Linked DNA regions of Oryzias latipes: region 2 is linked to region 1. Evidence: chromatin contacts called from public Hi-C data. All regions are on one chromosome and are shown on one strand. Each heading gives the region's core, a stretch centred on a gene start, on an enhancer-like site or on the middle of the called end of the contact. The rest is flanking DNA. Distances are from core to core; before and after follow the strand shown.

Region 1 (2,700 bases), core at 41-2,540:
AAGGATTTGGATTTATTGTTTTATTAAGTTACATCAGGCTTAGTTTGAGACAACTGAAAGGTTCGTACTAAATTCAAGTTTTTTTCTGAATTTTCAGTTTTTTGTTGTTTTGTAATCCTTGTTTTTTTTTAACAAATAAAAAAATTAACTGACCCAAAAACCAATGTATGAAGCGAATCGTCCTAGTTGATGCAGAGCAACCCCGCCCCCACTTCCCCTCCTCGTTGCTTAGAGCTCTTCGTTTACTTGCTCTACAGCTCCTCACGCCCCCAACCCAACACTGCAGGTGCAACAAAAATGGTGAGAAGTACTGGAATTATCCAGCCGTAGAGTTTAGATCCAGATTCCAGCTCAGACGGGAAAACAAAGACGTTCATGGATCCATTAGTCTGCAGGTGGATGATCAGAATGGAGCAGAGCAGGAAGACTGTGGCCTTCAAAATCATTAAAGAAAAAAGGTTCAGAGCTCTGTCTAGTGGGGTCTAGATGACCCCACTCCCAACGTTAACGTGCCAGAGGCACTTTAGTGGGGTCCCCTGGACCCCACAAGACAGCACAAGGGATATAGGGTTTACTGTAGGGCTACACCCCAGATGAGAAGGACTCAACAGGACAAAGGATGGCATTTAAAGCCTAATTGATTTGCATTTTGTTGCGTTCTGGTGTCCAGAGTCTGCATTTTGACTAAATTTCCCACCAAACTGGCTCCCTTTAGGGAGTCATGTGCGAAGGAACCTACACATGATAGAATAACAGAGGTCACGTGTTTCATGGTGAAGTACAGCTGTAGTAATTAACGCGTGAGGGAGCAGTCAGAAGGTTGGAGGTGTCCTCCTTACCATCGCCATGCGGGGGCAGCTGCTGCTTGTTGTTGTTATACTGATCTTTCTTTGGAAAACATTGTGACTTATTTGGAGTTTTCTCGGAACCGGACAATCCCTCGTTTTCCAGCAACTTGATCTTACGGTTGAGCGCTACGATTTCGCTTTCTCTTCGGCGAAGCTCGACCTGCACGAGAGCAAAGCTGTCCTCCCATAGTTTGTTGATCTCCAGCACGGCTGCTTTGGCGAGCATCTCCACGATGGAGGCTAACTTGCTCTGGAAAGCCACAGACTTCGTCATGTCTCCCATCTCCGGACCGCTGCGACGCGGGTCACGTTCTCCGCACCTGGACGTCGAGGACGAGGCGCGCGCGGCTGCGGCTGTTTCACATCACAGCTGCTGCTTTGGGTGAAAAACATGGAAGTGTGTTACAATACTGAGAGGAAACTGTCATGGTCACGTGACGAGAATCTACGGCGCCTCAAATGCGCCAAAAAGATTTCCGCGGTGTGTCGTCTAAAAACATGACGGTTACTCAAAACATAAACAAATAAATATAAAATAATAATATATATAAATTATAAACCACGTATACAAATAAAAAAGATCAAAATGAGTCAAAATCTAAAGAAAAGTATTGATTTTGTTTAAATTTAACTGCAACCTGATCTTCCAAGCGTTTATTGTTTAAAATGTAATTCTTCTCTTTAAAGCATCCTCAAGCCTTAAATAAGACGATTACCAGACATCTTTTAGGATCAAAAGACAGCATAATCTATTCCAATGCTTCAAATAATTTGTCAAAATAGTTTAAATTAATTTAAATACACTAAATATACACTAGAGGGCGAAAGTGTTGCATAAACTAACCCCTGATGAGGTTGTGTTTGAAGGTTCATTCATGTTTTTATGTAAACAAGACTGACTGAAAAGCTCTGCTTGTTTCTGTTTTTACGGGGTTCTTTAGCTGTGAAACACTACATTCGTCTTCAGGATTTGTTGATCATGCTGCTTTAACAGTTTATCTTGGCTTTATGCCAAAACAAATAAAACAAAGTGACAAATGCAGATCGAAGTTATTAAAAAAAATATATTCTATAGATAGATCTATATCACGTAGATATATCCATCTTTATCGATATATTTATCGATACAGATATATACATCTGTATCTATATCGCCAGGGTAGCTCGAACTTTCACGCAGGAATCCAGGGTTTGATTCCCGGGGGGAATGAACAATTAGTGGCATAATGGTGAGCAGTTAACCTCACCCAGTGAGGGTCCATGGGCAAGACCCTTAACACCTACCTCATAACATGAGAGACAATGAACCACATGTCGTCCCGTCTGTTTTAATGTGTTATACCCAGTTATTTTGTCCAGTTATGTTTAATTTCTGCATCATGAGTGAGAGAGGGGGAGGGGATGATGAGGTTATTTAGCACCCCTAGTGCAAAGATTGGGTACATGAACTGAAGTTACAGTTAGATTCATGATAAAAAAAAAATGCATGGGAGATATTGTAATGAGCCACATTGTTTAATTTATTTTAACTTTATGCATGGGAGATATTGTAATGAGCCACATTGTTTCATTTATTTTAACTTTATAAAAATGAGAAAATCTGCAGGCTCTAACTTAGACATATGAGAATTCAAGAAGAACAATACATTAATATGGAAAAACGTTTAATTGAATTGGAGTAATATGACATTTAGTTAGATAAATGTGTACATTTGAGTTGTATAAACAACTATTGAGTTGGATAGATGTAAGAAATTAGGTTGAATAAATTTAACTCAATTGCTAGTTACCAATTGAATCAATTCATTTAAGTTTTTTAAGTTGTGTATATATATATACACATCACAATGTA
Region 2 (2,700 bases), core at 155-2,654, 150 kb before region 1:
TTTTTGTGCCATTTTTTCAAAGGCAATACTCATTGCTTTTTTGTGTTCTCAAAAAATTATTTTGCTCTCAAAACAGAAAAATGCACTTGAAACTCAAAAATACATGCAAACACAACAAAACAATTTTCACTCAAGAGAAATTCTCTCTTCTCTGCACTTGAAACATAGCAGGGCGACGCGATGCAAACCAGCCAATCACAGACATGGACTTGAAGGTTGATGCTGATAGTGATTGGTCATAAATTCTTCCAATCATCTCGTGGACTGGATCAGGTTTGGAAATATGGTTTAAAAAAGAAGATTTACGCTCCAAACAGTGAGTCCTGCACTTGGCATAATAGCACAAAAATCTCTCCACAGAAATCGATCCAACGGTGCAGGGCCCTGAGTCTAAATCCTATGAACATTTTTTTTAATGGAATCATGAATACACTTTTCCTTGATATTCACATTTGTTGGGAAAGATTTTATATATCATGATGCTGTGCAGAAGTCCTCTCAGAGTCTTTCTAATTTCTGGTCAGAATTTGTAAAACGCTGTATGGGAAGATCAGCTACTAGCTGACATTCAAACAGATATTTTCAAATGGTTAAAACTAAAAATATTTAGAAATCTTGAGGCAAAATCCCCAAACTGTGAGGCACTTCCTTTCTGCAGCTGCCATTGATTTATTTACCCCGTAAATGCAGATGATCTGTCACTTTGTCTAAACGACTGAATGTAATTGAACAAATTCAAAAGCAAACTTTATCCGAACAGAACCACCAACCAGTCCTCTCTTTGGCCGTCCTTACATTATTTTTCTTAGGAAGAAGGAGTTTCCACTGTCAAATGTTAATGCCTTTGTATACTTTTGGGATTCCGCGTTGGTGGTAGTTTACAGAGCCTAACAAATCCCCCCGAGGGCTTTAGAAATTCTTGCCTTGTTGGTAGCACTTTTCCCCTCTCACTAATCACACTGCAACATCATGAGATCCGTCCAGGATCCAAAGGCCTGCCCACACAAGCCCAAGAGGATGACAGACAGCGGGACAGGCCCCCATGCAGTTACACACCAGTATACCAGGCCCCTGATAATTGTGAGAACCAGAGGAGGAAGGAGGACAGAAAAGAGGGGAGGGGGCGCAGGGTGAGTGTGTTTATTTAAGTTTTTCATCTCCTGACTCAGACAGAGAGCAGACTGCAGAGGATAATGAGAAACAGATCTTTGGTTGAGAGGAAGAAGAGGGAGGGGAGAAGAGAGGATTGAGGGAAGGGGAGGGCAAAAAGAAGGGGCAAAGAGGGGAGAATGACAGCCCAAAAAAAAGGCGGACAGGAAATAGACCAAGTTATGTTCACTAAGTGGCAGTCCCATTGCCTTCATGGTGGTCGGTCTGAAAGTTTGAGACAGGAGAAGTTCAGAGGTGGAACAAAAATTCCACTGCTTCAAACTTTGAATCAAGCAGACATGAAGATCCTCTTAGTGCTGAAAAACTTCAGAAAAGTCGTATTGGGATGATCCAAAACAAACAAGAACTGAGCCACATTTGCCTGCTGCATTAATGGATGTGAATGTGGCTTTTAAAGGAACTTTTGGAGTGAGCCTGGAGGGGGCCGAGGAGATGGAGGCTGGAGGTTGGGCAGGGGGGATTCTTGACTGACGCGTTTACGGTCCTATGGGGAAGGAATAACCGACCAACCGGCGATGGGAAACCCACCCATGGGCAATTAAGGGTAAAGGACGAGAAAAATATTTGATAAACTTTCCCCCCTTCTCCCTGTCGTGAGCCGGGCAGAAAAAGCAGAAGGAGCTATGCAGAAACCCAAGGAACTAGAGCGGGAGGTCCAGCCTTTTTGGAGCTTTTGGAGCTGCTTTGTGCGTTTCTCCTGCGCAAAGATTTGATCTGGACCGCTATAAATCAGGTTAAGCAAGAAGAAACGGCAGAAAAAGAGGAATTTATCTGCTTCAGTTGGGAATACAAAGAAAGAAGGAGAACAAAAGTTTGGGCAAACTTTACTTCAAGTTGAATTTTTCTGTTTTTAGCGCACCGAGGACGCAACCATCGCTGCGTCCGCCTGTAAAGGAGATCAGGTTGGATTGCTTTTTCTGAGTCCCGCTCGCGCTGCCGGGGGGCGATGGGGGCCGCGCCGGGCTCGGGATGGGAGGAAGGCGAGTTTGAGTTCAAGCTGGTCTTTGAGGAGGATCCGCCGCAGCGGCGCAGCCAGGGGTCATCTCCTGCGCGCGCAGCCGCACCGGAGAGCGCCGCTGCCGGCGAAGAAAGTGACACCGCGCTGCTGCATTTGGACTCGTCCAGCAGCAACAACAGTCTGGGTCAGTCCAGATTTTAAAAACGTGGATACACTTTGTAGTAGTGACCCTCCAGGTCACCCGGGAAGCTTTGCGTGCGAGCTGCGCGTTTGTGTTTAAGTGTTTGCGTGCCTGTTTCCGTATTTGAATTTTGATTGTGTGTTTGTTCTCAGTGTGGTATGCATCTGCGAGCATTTCTCACTGTATTCTTGTTTGCACGTGTGCGCTCGGGCATGCGTGCGTGCAGCCGCAGACTCAATGTGTTTCTAATCAGCTGTGCGTGTGAGCAAAGCTAACAGCTGCCATCTGGGAAGGAACCCCAGCTTTGCGCACTGAACGCATCACCAAAAACACGCCCCCGTCCCTCATTTCTGACCCTCACAGACGCGCACCTATTCCACTCTGCAGTTTT

The links. A called contact is a pair of places that touch in the nucleus more often than the background predicts.
Region 2: a contact with region 1 is called in a Hi-C map of fibroblasts, with 1.7 times the contacts expected there. The contact joins the promoter of nfatc4 here to the promoter of LOC101169233 in region 1. A contact is called at or near these places in 2 of 5 Hi-C or Micro-C datasets (embryo and fibroblasts).

Annotation. Positions count from the first base shown.
Region 1 is chr17:3,134,531-3,137,230 of ASM223467v1, reverse strand. It overlaps LOC101169233 (zinc finger protein 287), which reads right to left and starts at 1,290. Exons shown (of 2, transcript XM_004078686.4): 1 at 840-1,290. The coding sequence starts at 1,131.
Region 2 is chr17:3,282,951-3,285,650 of ASM223467v1, reverse strand. nfatc4 (nuclear factor of activated T-cells, cytoplasmic 4) reads left to right here and starts at 1,404. Exons shown (of 13, transcript XM_023965389.1): 1 at 1,404-2,312. The coding sequence starts at 2,117.